Linked DNA regions of Gossypium hirsutum: region 1 is linked to region 2. The links are chromatin contacts, called in public Hi-C maps. All regions are on one chromosome and are shown on one strand. Each heading gives the region's core, a stretch centred on a gene start, on an enhancer-like site or on the middle of the called end of the contact. The rest is flanking DNA. Distances are from core to core; before and after follow the strand shown. Region 1 overlaps LOC107904183 (protein PIN-LIKES 3). Region 2 holds the start of LOC107904342 (protein PIN-LIKES 3).

Region 1 (7,044 bases), core at 214-2,713, 49 kb before region 2:
TAGCAGACAATGCACCTCTTCGAGTAATCAATAGTTCAGCAGCTTTGATAGGGCATGTTCTAGTCCATAACTCTTCCGGATTCTAATGCAGGGAACTTGAGATGTCTTAAACTAAAAAGGATTTGCAATTCCATTTGATTTACAGGCAGGCAGCCATTCCATCAATGACCTTGATAATGGGGGCAAACCTTTTAAAAGGTTGTTTCAATGTTTTAACTTGTTTTGAAAAGTTTAATAATGTTGGATTTCATGACAAAGAGTAGATCTGTCTTACCTTGCTTGAATTAAAATCTTAATGAAGAGATGGTATTGGTTTTTGGCAGGTCTAAAAAGATCAGAAATGAGTTTGGTGGTGATTTTAGGGGTAGTTGCAGTTCGGAACATTTGCTTGCCATTGTTGGGGATCGGTGTTGTTCAAGCTGCACACCATTTGGGGGTGGTTGGATCAGATGCTTTATATCGATTTGTTCTAATGTTTCAATATGCTGTTCCCCCTGCAATCAATGTCGGTAAGATTACCACCTAATACAATCTTCATAATATATATATATTTTCTATTTTACCCAAACATATCTCCATATTCATATCTAAATCTGTCGATCTGAACCCATACCCAACATGTTTTGATCCAATATTGAATTCATTTGAAAGCAAGTGCTACATATACGGTTTGAGAATTATGATAGTTAATATGGTTGATGGTCTAATGTAATGAAGTAAATATGCAGGTACAATGACACAACTATTTAAAAGTGGACAAGGTGAAACATCTGTGATTTTGTTATGGTCATATTCTGTAGCTTCCATCTCTCTAACGCTTTGGTCAACACTGTACATGTCTCTTGTCTCTAATTCCTCTACCAAATAAGACTATATAATGCAAGTTAACTGTTGCTTGCATTCCAATTTTTAATTATCGACATTGTTATCTAAGCTTATATCAAAATCAAAATTAACTTAAATAATAGCATGATGATTTGAAAGTTATTTTTATCTTTTTACCAAATTCCTAAAAGAATTACCATTGCATTCTTACTATTCTAACTTATTTTTTTTAATGGATTTTCATTTTCCAAATTACCTTTCAAAAAATAATTTTCTTTACCTAAAAAATGTATAATAACCAAATTTTTTTCCAGATAAACTCAATTTTAGATTTTATATTGAATTTGGATTTGAATTGATTCCCATATTTGACTTATTTTATTTTTAATTTTAAAATTTAAAGTCTATTTGGTGGCTTTGTCTTCTACTTTCGATCTTAGCTTTAATTTTATTTTCAATTTATTTTACTTTTTTTTTGTATTGTTGGGCCTAAAAGTTTAAACACGAGTTTAAACACGAATATCTGCCTAACAGGCCACCAATATCAGCAGATTGAGCCCACTTGCCCACAACTCCTGTAATCACTGCCACTGCAGTGCACCATGGCCACCACCTACAGCAACTTATCCAGGCCCTAGCCTAGCACATTAGCAACCTCCTCAGCCTAACACTAGCCTAGGCCACCAAGCCCAGCCCACTTGCATCGCCCTAAGCCCCCTTCGACATTTACCGGCCCTAGCAGGCGACCCCTTCCCCACTTAACCACCCATGCACTGCTAATGTTAGCAGCCTAAGGTTATATTGGTTCGGTTTAATAGGCTTTTTCAGATTTTTTAAATGTACATCATAATTCGGTTCGATTTGATTCAATTTTTATTTTTTTCATATTGATAAAATAAATTTTATTTTATAATTTTTGAGTAATATTTGGCAAAACTTCAAAGTTTTTTTCATCAAATATTTCTAAAAAGTAATAATTTTTCAAGAAATTTTAAATCATTTTAAATACAAATATTTATTTTTATATTATAAAATAATTAAAATTAATTATATATTAAATACAAAATAAAATTAATTTAATTTTGAGTAACCATAATTTTTAAACTTACATTCTATAAATCGTCCAATTACCTTAATTCGGGTCAATTTTCATTTTGGTCGATTTTTTTTTCAACCTTATAGCAACCCTTAACCCTGCCTGCCATCAAAGAATATATGCCCCAAAGATGAAGGGATAGCACATGTGACTTATCAGATAATAAAGCAAAAAAACCGCAAATTGTAAAGGTTTTCTTTGATGTTACTATGAATAACTACCAAGTTGTTTACTAATAGGACAGAACTCATGGAATAAATAAGAGTTTGCAAAGGAATTTCATAGGCTGAATTATGAGGATAACAATGAGTTTTTGTTTTGAAAATAAGTCTATAAAATTTAGTGAGAATTTTACTTGATACTATTTTAAGTGTCTTAGAACATGTTTTTTTGTGATTGTCGTGTAAATTATTCCTATAACTTGTGATGCCATATTATCTTCTATTAAAAATATTATGCTTTGATTCATCATAAAATGAGTCACTGTTAGATAAATGCTTAAGGTATGATGTTTTAAGCATAACACATATCATATGGAGGATGAGCAATCCAAAGAGAATCTATCACTCTAAGATTGTGTTTAGCAGTACTTTTTAACAGTACTTTTTAACAAAAGGAATGCTCAACAAGCAACTTTTGAATGAGATTTTTTATTTTTCAAAAGAACTTTTCCCCGAATGGAGAAGTTAAAATTTTTTAGCTTTTCTCTCCCAAAAGCACTTTAGATAGCTTAATAATGTTTTCACCCCTCCAACAAATGATATTTCCTTCTTTGGTTAATTGCTTAAAAAATATTTTAAATTTATTTTTCATATATTAAAATATTAACAAATTATAATAAATTATTTTCTATATTCTTATTGAGATCATAATATTAACTAATTTAAACATTATTTAAATGCTTATTTGTTACTTTATAACACCATGTCTAAAATTGATATTTTATTTCTCAAAAGTATTTTTTGACAATAATACTAAACATTAAATCTTAAACCAAACTTTTCAAAAATATTTTTGAAAATCACTTTTCTAAAGTATTTTTTAAAAAACAATTCTCAAAAGTAATGCTAGCTAGCCCTAAGTGATTAAAGATATTCTTAATTTATGTTTACTAAAGTTGATTGTTCAAGACTTTAGCCAAAAGCATTGTGAATTGAGAGAGATTATTTCTCCAAGTCCAAGAGTTACCATGAGTTGCAAGGTCCAATATGAGTTATCGCATAATTGTCACTACACTAAACCTTATGCAACAATTTGGGATATTTTGGAACAAAAATCATATTGCCTTGAAATGTTTAATTGATGTCACCTTGACTTCACAATAACTTAAGTTGTCATAATGGATTGTTAAATCCTACTCTTGAACACTAGATGTGAATTACTCTTAATTGAGTAATTTTATGCCTAGTGATTGAAGAATGTGAGTTAAACTTGAGATTATAATAAGTTTGACTTAATTGATAAAATTTTTAATTTAAAGTTGTAATTGAAATGTTTAATTGTACAAGTTCAGATTTGGTCTGAATTATATATATCACGACTTGACTAATATAGATAAAAATTATTCAAAATAAAAATATTTTTTTATTTAACACATAGATTGGATCAAAACTTAGACGAGATGGAGCCTACAAGTTATACAATCATGCAGGTATGTCCAAAGATATGAGAGTTGAGAAAAGATTTTCCAAAGATAGTATATAATTGGGAATCATATTCGACCTTCTTAAATCAACTAAAGAAGAGGAGTTGCCATGTTTTTGACACTAGAGATTGGGAATTGTTTCCAATGTCGCAAGTTAGAAGTAGATTACTGGAAACGCGTAGCAAATTTTGCGTTGAGTATCCTAACCAAAATTGGATGAGCTATGTTGCTTGAGTGAATTTATTTCAATTAACACATTTGGGTGATGGATAAATAAATACGAGTAGAAGTAATAATTTATATTATAACTAAACTAATTTTAAAATTTATTTATTTGTATTAATTTTATAAAAAAATTATTTCATTTTTACTTGATATAAATAAATACATAAATAATTATTTTATACTAATTTAAATTTTTTTAGTAAATAATTTATTACAGTATATTCATTTTATTAAATTTCTTTTTTATTTTTTAATAATGTACGAATAAAATAATTCTATAAAGCATAAATTATTTATGGAATATAAAAGCTTGTTTACCTTACTTAATTAAGCAAATATATAATCTTATTTTTAATAAGGAAATTATTGCAAATAAATGTTATACTAATTAATGTAAAATGTTATCATTTTTTATATTTATGTATAAATAGGTAACACCATAATAATAATAAGAAGAAGAAGAAGAAGAAGAAAAATAGATTTTAAGTACTTTTATGAGCCATTAAAATTTAACGTATTTGTTTGTAGTTAAAAGAAATAAATTTACCAAAAAAGTAAATAAGAAAAGAAAAGACAAACTATTATATTAAGTACAAATTAGTTTAGTATTTTATAAATTATTTGTAATATAATATTTTTAAAATATAAAATATGGATTACTTTTTTATATTTATTTATATAAGAATTAAAAATATTATTATAAAAGTAATAAAATGATTTGAATTATAACATAAATTTTGTATTGATTATGAAAAAAAGAAATGAATAAATTAGAAAAAGAGGAGTTTGAAAAGGGGAGATGTATAGCACAACAGACATATAATAGAAAAGTTAAGCCTATATGTTTGGATTGGAGGTGGATCCTACTTTCCTTTAAAAAATTATAGGAAAGAAAAGGCAATACAAAATTTAAGATGTAATATATAAGTAGTTTTATAAAAGAGTAAAAATTTATTATAATTATTTGTTTTCTTTCCTTTCTTGTGTTTATACAAATAAATATTATTAAAATTACTTTTACTAAATATTTCACTAATTTTAACTATCCAAAACATGATAATGAGTAATGGAATGAGCAATCGAAATATTTAATTGGAGTCCGATGCACTTAACCCTTACTCTATAATATAAGTACGAGTTTTTTTTTTTTTTAAAGCACATTATTTTCTATTTTAGGAAATGAATAATAAAAGGAAGTTACGCGGCAAACCTCTCATTAAAATAAAGATTGTGCAGGGGAATTGTGTTGTTTCAAAACCAAAGAAAATTTACCAAATAAAGAACTTCAACATTCTTACATCACCTTTTCACAAACACCCACTTTGTGAGTTCCTACTTTTATCATGCTGACTACTAATTTTTTCTTATTCAGCCAATAACTATTGAACAAAATCCCAAACCTATATGAATTGATTAAAACAAATGTTGCAAATAGTTTGCTTCTCATGGATGTATATATAAATTTTATTATTTTATATTTCAACATTCTTAAATACATTTTACAATAAAACTTCCCTAACTAATAGTCTAATATTACAAGTTACGTTGGATACAATTATCATACAAGCATTAATATGCCTTTAAAGCATGATGGCGAGAATGGGAGTATTGGTCTTTCTTTAATTAGTTGTTTTATTTCTGCTGCTATGTATTCAGTTAAGAGGATTTTGGAGGGTTAATTTTATTGGCTTTGCTAGAGTTTATTGCATGCTGCAAGTTTTTGAGACTGGAATTACTTGAATTCTCTATCACCTTTTTTCTATAATAATTAATGATTGAGAAAAAAAAAACAATTATCATACAAAAAATTGAACTTATTCACGAGTAATGGTCATCAAGAGCAGCGCGATTTGGAATAAATTATTTATAATTCGGTCCATCGTTAAGGTTTGAATTTTTATTGAAATAATAAAATATTATATTTAAATTTAATTCTAAAAACATATAAGTTTTAATAAACAAATTATTTTTAAATAATATTTGGACGAGAGATTATTTTATTAATCGAATCCCACTCGATGAATGTACGAACCAGAATTGTTGAAGCATCATTTTTCATTATCAAAGTGTATGAAATAGTGGCCGGCAAATTTGGTATTTTCTTCTTTCTTTTTTTTCTTTTCTTTTTTACTTTTAAATGCACTCATAACATACCTGAAATAATGGCTGGAAATTTTTGGAATTTAGATAGTGAAGCATTTTAGATACTCCACCAAACCACTAAAACTGGACTTGTGTATTCCTAAAGATATAAAATGAATCACGTTATGCAATTTGCTATCCAGATAATCAACAACAAAAAATAAAGAGTTTAGCTAGAGGTCATGAATATGTGTAGTGTGTTTTAATATATTTATAGATTCTTTATTTAAAAAACTATATTTATATATTTATATTATGTTGGAGTAACTTTTCCTAATGCATCATATTTTTGTGCCATGTTGATATTTGTTAGACACATTAGAGAACGCAAAGGCTTGATTTAAAAGAAACCCTAAATCTACCCAAATACTTAAAAAAAGAGATACCACTCGTCCCCTTAGGAAGGTAATACCTACCTGTGCATGGAGATTTTCAGTTATCTACCATAAGAAACTAACAAACCAATAAGATAAACAAAAATAACTATAGGTATAAGGGTAATACTCAACCAAAACCAAAATTTGTTGGGATTTAGTGCTTTTGGTGTAGCTTTTTGATATATACACTTGTAATTTTTCGAATAGATTGATTTAATAAAATTTCATCATTCACATTGTAGCGACGTAAAAAATTTTATCTTAGCTCAGTCGCTAATTGTGGCGATTTATTAAGAAACTTGGAAATTGAAATTTGATTTTAAAATAAACCAGGAGTCACCACCGATCTTTTTTAGGGTGTGATCGGACACCCATTAGATTCCTTTATTTAAAACAAAATGAAGGCTAAGTTTAGGTCCACGTCAAATTCTAGAGACAAATTGGGGTTCGGGAGTCGGTTACGCGCGAGGAAGGTATTAGCACCCTCGCGACACCCAAAATTGGTATCTTTTAAACACGTGTTGTCTTAATTTTCAAAAATGCAAGTTCAAAATAACATTGAATTGCGACCCGATCAAAACACGAGAAATTTTAATTTTTTTGGTTTTTGAGAAGGACATACCGTTTTAACACGAGTCGATTGATGTTCACCCAACATAGCGATGAAATCGACGACTTAATATTAAATCGGTATGTTGCCTTGCTTATTGAAATTAATTAGAGAACAAGAATAA
Region 2 (7,563 bases), core at 1,076-3,575:
TTAAGTATCGTATAAGTGTCGGGTCAATACTCTTCATAGTATTGGTTTATTCTTGGCCTTAAGTTCATTTATCCATTTATTCATCACCTGATTTTATTTGTTTCTATTCCCCAGCCAAACTAATACCCTTATTCCTAAGCCATTGAACCTTTTGTTTTTGCATATAAACTTAGCCGAATATCCATCAACTCCAACAAAAGCGATACTTCTCCATCTTAACGATCGGGCACAACTACGACTCGAACACTTGCCGCAACTCGAGATCGTATCAAATATTGTTTTAATATTTTGGTCATAACTTGAGCTACAAAACTTTATTTTAGGCCCATAATATACCATTTTGAAGGTAATTGAAAGATCTATCTAAAGTAGCTTTATGAGTCAAGCCCAAAAAAAGTCAAGAAGGTGTCTAAAAATGACCTAGAAGTTTGACGCAAAAATCTACCAAATTTTTTTTTATTTAATTCATTGCACTTTTTTTATTTTCTCCAATATGTGAGTTTTACCTTATAAATAGACAATATTAGGTTAATACCTAGGGGACAGCCGCTCTTAGTATTACTTTTTTGTGTTTACTTTATTTTGTAGATTGTTAAACTATTTTTCTAGTCACGAGGAACTTCAAAGTTTGATTCAAATAGTTTGTGAGATCTATTTGTTCTTAATCTTTTCTTTGTTATTTGGTATTTGCATGTTTTTTATTTTAATTACAAATATTTAGGTTTGTTGAATATAGAGCTCATATTTGATAACTTAAAATATTTGCCTTGTCAATTAGAAATGTTAAATCCCATGATTGTTTAATTGATTCAAATACTTGTGGCAAATAGCATGATTGTGTATGTTGACGTATGCAATTTATGTTGTGTGGACATGCGATCTATCTTAAATAAACCTCGTGTGTTTGTTGGTTAGAATTAGGTCTTTCAAGTTATTAATACTATCGGTAAGCTAAATCATTAGCGCTAAGTTATAGGGTTGTTTATTGATAAGAGATAATTTCAACAAGCTACCTCTTAATTATCAACGAGGTAAGAAGAAATTGATTGCTAGGTGCTAATACGGCTGCAACACTAAAAATTATCTTTACATTGATGATCAAACTTTTGGATCAAAACAGAGATTTTACTTTTTGGCGAGAACTTCGTCATATTGATTTTTCATCAACTTTTAATTGTTGCTTTCTTACTAAGTTTTAAATAAAATTTTTTAAATATCCCCGTCATTTTTATTGTGTTTATCTTTATTTAAAAAATAAAATTATCATCAATCTTCGTTAATTTGACTCTATTCACTACTATCTACAAATAAAAATTTAGTTTTACTAGATTTCAGGCCGAAAATTGATGAACAACCCAAGTCCTTGGAATAATTCCTTCCGAGATAATGCCACTTGGGAGTACTTGTTTGAGTTGCAAAAAAGCTTTCAAAGATTTTAAGCCTTGAGGTCAAGCTTGGTTTGAGAGGGATTTATTGTTTGAAGGAAAATTGCTAGTATTTGTTAGAATTAGTCAGATTCACGAAGATTGGCAGGAAAAGATTAATTAGTTTACATTTGATTTCCTGATATAAGTAGTTATTATATAACAACAGTAGGTGAAGCATGGATGAATATACTTGTTTTCTAAACTTTGCCTTCTTCTTTCTTAATTTGTATTAGCTTTCCTATGGAATCACAAGTTTGATGGTAAAACTCAAATAAAACTGATAAAGATTACACATGTTCAACATAGACACTACAATCTCAAAGCCCCATAATACTATCAAATATTACAAGATTCATTAAGTAATCGAAGTCAAACTAAAACTCTCTTATTTGTCCTTTTCCTTTTGAAACCAGAAAAGCAAAACGGGTGACATTGAGCTTCGTTGTACTTCCACTAAGTGACCATTAAAATTTTGGATTAGTGATCATGATGATGGGGTTTGTGAAAGTTTTTGATATTCTAGATTTAAATTCATCATTTTACTTTACTTTTATGTTAAAATTCACTTTTATAAATATATATATATAAGTTAGAATTTACCAAATAATATATTGATATATTTTATAATTAAATATGATTATATAAAAGAAATTAATGCGTTGCATAGTGAAATATTTCTATTAAATTACTGTTTTAGAAATTCAAGTTGAGTATAATATGATTTTATAATGCTAGTGAATGTGACATGGCACTTATTAAAGTAATCCATATAAAATATAACTAAAGTTACTAGAATATTTTTTCTTGAATTCCATAAAAAAAAGTATATATTAAATGTAAATTATTAACATTATATGAAATATCGTAGACATGATTATAGTATGACAGATTACACAAACCATCCATTTTATTTTACAGTTTTAAGCAAGTATCTATAAATGCTCAACTTTCTGCTGTTTTAGCTAATGGAATAAGTTGTTGGTATTTGAAATGCATGAGAAATTGTGCTTTGGTTTCCTATATATTCTAACCCTGCCTCCAAACGCATTGCTATATGATCAAAGGTCTCTGGAATTCTTGGCTTCACAACTTTACCAAAGGTATGTATGTGCATTTAATTAAAGATAGATGTTATTTCAATCTACTCCTTTCTTCTTTAGATTTATAAATTTATCAATATAATTATATTTAATATAATATTTTTATTGGAATATATTTGCCCTACCAAAGCTATGTATGTGCATTTAATTAAGATAGGTGTTCTTTCATTCTACTCTCTTTTTTCTTTAGATTTGTAATTCTAATTAATAAATTTATGAATCCAATATGTAGGATAGAGTCTCTCTCATAATAAATTTATCAATATAATCATATATATCATGAATAATATAATATTTCTATCGAAATATATTTGCTTAGGCAAAGTTATTGAACCTTATTAATAACTTTAATATTTATATTTAACATATTTATACATACGTGACTAAAATATATTTACTTATGCATACAACATATATTTTTATTAACTTAAAGTTAAGATATAAATAAATATCAACAATATTTTGAAAATATCAATAAATTCAAAATAATATATTAAAAAATAATATGCTCATCAATACTATAATTTATATCTTAATTCAACATTATTGATTTGATTAAACTAGAGATTGTAAAATTTAAACTGTCCAATGGAATTTTGATATGATATATTTCGAATGGAGTAAATTTTTTTTTTTTGAAAAGTGTGTGTGGAGTGGGATGGGTGGATTTTTTTCTTCTGGACAATGGGTATAGAACGATTATAGTAATGACTTCCCCTACCGCACTTCAATTTATTAAATTATCATTTTATCCTTATAAATATAAAACTATTAAAAGGATAAAAATGCATTATAAAAATTCATATATTTTATGTTTAAATATTTATTTGACTTTAAAGTATTAAAGATATGTAGCAAAATTAAATTAAATTGGAGCAAGATAAGATAAGGTGGAGCAGGGATAAATGCATCTAATATTTATAAAAGTGAAAATAATTTTTAAAATTATATACTTATATAGTAGAGTGAAGCATGTGGTGTAGCAAACATACTAATTGTGGAACGGTTGTGAATTCAACAACATCCTCCACTTTCCTCTATTGTCATCCGATTAAACACCCAAAATAAAAAATAAATGATTCGAAAACATCAACTACTTTGCGAATAAGAATAGCATAATCTTAATAAACCGTGATTCTTAGTGCATCCCATCTGCGTTTGCCGCCACTATATCCGTTGATATATAAATTCTAGCTGTTTCTACGTATTTTTATTTAATTAATTTTTAAAATAATTACTTTAAATAATATTTTTTATTTAAATTATGAAATATAATTAAAATATATTAATTTATTTAACAATTTAAATATTAATTTAAATATTTTTTTTCCGAATTCAATATAGTATATAATTTTATGTCATATAATTAATACAAACAATATTATTCAAAATAATAAATAAGCACAATATCATTTATTTTTATCATAAAAAAGTTATCATTATTAAAGCATTATAAACTCTTCAGTTATTGAATCATTATCAAGCAGTAGACAAGATGGCAGAACCATCAGCTACAGTTACGGATCAAAGCCATACGACTAGACTGCAAACCAACAAAAACATCAACACCACCCATAAGAACAGCCCAACCATACCAACAATCAGGTTAGGTGATAAAATCAAAAAAGCTATCATAACCCAGGTCACCATTAGCCAAGAATTATTTGAAACATTGGTTAAAGCTATTGTCTGACATCTAAATGACACATTTAAATCCTATCATCCCCTTCTCTCTCCTCCAGTATTGTAAGATTAGCATTAGCCAGTCCAAGTAGACTTGGATAAAGAGGAAAGCATCACACCTTGTGCATTGTCAAGTAGACTTTCAACAGCCGCAGGTCCAGGATTCCTGCAGGCAAAGCTGTCGACACACAGCAGGAAGATCATTTTGAACAGCTAGGTTCCAAAAATCACACCTTATTGACCATATGCAAAAGTCATAAAGTGAAGACCCAGACAAGAAAAAACAACACCTTATTGCACACTACAATAGGCGCCTTGAGTAGTGGTAGATTGGCTAAAGTGGAGTTTAACAAAGTTAATCTACCACCGTAAGACTGCACCGAGGCCTTCTACGATGCCAACCTTTTTTTTCTTATTTCTCAAGGATTGGATCTCACATTGCTATGGACATATTTTTAAGCCAAGTGAAAGACCCAGAAATTGATCGGTTGAGCAATAAATGATCGAAGCCCAATTTGAGGACTACATGAAAGCACTTCAAGATTCTCTTCATATTTACAATTTGACCTTCATCTGCCTCCCAAAAGACGATGACATCATCAGCCTATTGGGGGTGGGACATCAACCTAAGATACCGTAATTTCTAAAGAAGCAAATATCCCTTCTTCATTTAGTGAAATTTCAATTTCCATCTCTTTACTATATTCTTTATACTTTAATTTCACATACTTCAATTTTTCAACTTTTAGAATATCACTAGTTAATTCAATAGTCAAGATAATTAACTATTCTAGTTTAAAATGCTAACATGAATTTTTTTAAAAATATTATTTATATAGAAAAAAATTATTTCAACATGATAAGTTAAAATAAGTGTTTTCAGAAAAAAAATCCATGCTTAAAACAATCCATACTTAACATATATATATGAGCAAAAGGATATCACTTATCCAAATTAGTTATGTTTTGAATTCAAATAGTTTAGATATTTGATCTCATTACTAAAATTTGAGTTATTCATAACAATTAAATTTTTCGATATTCAAATCAAATATTCATTTATATATTTAAAGTTAGTGCTTAAACTTTAATATATATATTTTAAAACAATTAATTTCAATATTTTTAAGAATCTAATTAATAATCATCAATCCTACATTTGTGGAGCATTGTTAAGATAATGATTTTCACTCAACAATTTATTCAATACAACTATTGGCTTAAGCTCAATCTACCTTCTCATAATTTATAATTGCAACCCCAAAGTCAAACCCAAATTGTTATAAATCACTCTCCAAAAAATCCTTACTTTACATTCAATAAAAATATTCAAACAACACCTAAAAGAATGTCCAACATAACAACAAGAAAAACAGAACAAAGAACTCGACAAAGACACTTCAAAACTCATTAGTAGAGATGCTACACTACTGCCTATTTATGAGCCTCTTTAAGTGATCGTCTAACAGTGTTTTGATAAGCTTTAAACTCTCATTTAAAAGCTAAAATTATCTCATGAATTATATTTAGTAATTATCACACAAAAGACTTCATAAACAAGTCTTCTAACAACTTCAACACTCTCTTAAGAGATAAAATGAAGTCCTTCCATATTTTAAACTCTTCTCTTTCCTTAACAAAGGTTATCGAATGGATAATCTTAGACTCCCTATTTTGTACGAAATGCTCCTCATTTTCTAGTTTAATTAGATGTAATCAAATCCCATGTGACAATCAAACATGCCAACCAAAATTGTTGTTCTATCTGTTGTTTAAACATGAAATTTTGAAAAAACCAATTAGCAAATGAATACATGCCTCCCTTCAAGTACTCACACCAAGTCATTCTTTTGCATTATATACCAAGCCATGCAGACACAATTTTCATACCAAAATCAAGGCATCTATAGCAAATAAATTGAATTTTAATCGAAACAACCAACCAACAGCAACATCGACCATTAACATTTGCTAGCCATATAAGTCTCTCACCTTTTGACAAATATGTCAAAAGTGCTCCCCCTTGCTAAGAAATCTTCATTTATCAAGTCAATTTTTCAACCAAAGATGGCTTGTTTGTTACATTATGCTCTGTTCCACTTTTTGTTATAACAGAATTTGGGATAGAAGGATTTTCTTCATCGATTGACTCATATTCATATTTCCTTTAACATGTACTTTCATTCACCACTAGATCCTACTAGAAACCATTTAAAAAATTTGTCAAAACAAATTAAGTAACCATATCAAAATCATTTCAAAAGTACAATTTACACCGACCATAATTATAAACCAAAGTAGACAATATCATCAAATCAACATCATTACTCCCCTTTACTCTATTCATCCTCTATTAGCTTGTATCATGTTGTTTAGAGGAGATGAAATTAAAAGCTACCTCATCAGTAATAAGGGTTGTAGCTTGTGGAACAACAATAACCTTTTTCACGAAATCTAGATGAAGTTTGTTCAATGCTCAATAAATCTTCAATATGATCTTCATGTGTTGCAACTTCATGCTTCACATGGGCCTCAATAAATTGTTGATCTTTATAACTCAAATGTACTCGATCTTTTCTCATCCAAATCTATCTATGTTGTGGTCTCTATGTTCCTTTCACTGTTCTAATAGGTTTTGCAACTAAGTTAAACTTCTTCCAATTTCACATCATCTTAAAATAATGGGTTTAACATGTTCAACTTTCCCACAATTAGGGGTGTGCAAAACTCGATTCGACTCGAAAATATCGAAAAAAAATTGAATTTCAAGTTAAACAAATTGAGTTATTCGAATTAATCGAATTATTCGAGTCAACTCGAATTTTTTTCAAATTTTGAGTTTGAATCGAGTTTAGTTTTCGAATTCGAACAATTCAAATAAACTGAATACCAAACTATAATATTTTACATTTTTACCCAAACTCCCAAACCTCTTTACTTTCCCCTAAAACTTTTACTCCCTTCTCATCCCACCCTCCTTCTACCCCAAACACATTCCTCCCCCCCCCCCATTTCTTTTTGAATATTCCCCCCAAATTTTTTTTTATTTTCCCCCAAAACTTTTACTTCTCACCTTTTACCTCCAAATCAAAAATTAAAATCATTCAAAAAAAATCCTTAAACCTAAATAGTAATAATTTTATTTATATCTACTATTTACATTATTAAATTAAATTTCGCATTTTGTACTATTTATATTATCAAATTATTTAATCATATTGAATCTTTATAATTTTTTTGTTAAAATTGAATTATTGATGATGCTATAAAATATTTGTGTTAAAATTTTATGTTAGTATCAATTTCACATTTTATCTTTGAGATAACTTTTATTAAAAAAATCACATTTTTTT

Evidence for each region. Hi-C and Micro-C count contacts between places; a contact is called where the count stands out from the background.
Region 1: a Hi-C map of leaf shows a contact between it and region 2, with 1.8 times the contacts expected there. The contact joins the enhancer-like site here to the promoter of LOC107904342 in region 2. A contact is called at or near these places in 3 of 34 Hi-C or Micro-C datasets (hypocotyl and leaf).

What each region holds. Positions count from the first base shown.
Region 1 is chrA05:36,318,235-36,325,278 of Gossypium_hirsutum_v2.1, reverse strand. It overlaps LOC107904183 (protein PIN-LIKES 3), which reads left to right. Exons shown (of 12, transcript XM_016830466.2): 9 at 1-52; 10 at 146-198; 11 at 324-509; 12 at 729-987. The coding sequence ends at 868. Among protein-coding and RNA genes, the nearest start is that of LOC107904183, 6.4 kb to the left of the region's middle. Within about 2 kb of position 1,463, at least 3 of the 9 cell types and tissues checked have an H3K27ac peak or open chromatin away from gene starts, as enhancers often do. A contact at or near this core is called in hypocotyl and leaf, where this site is marked.
Region 2 is chrA05:36,269,339-36,276,901 of Gossypium_hirsutum_v2.1, reverse strand. LOC107904342 (protein PIN-LIKES 3) reads left to right here and starts at 2,325. Exons shown (of 11, transcript XM_016830680.2): 1 at 2,325-2,527.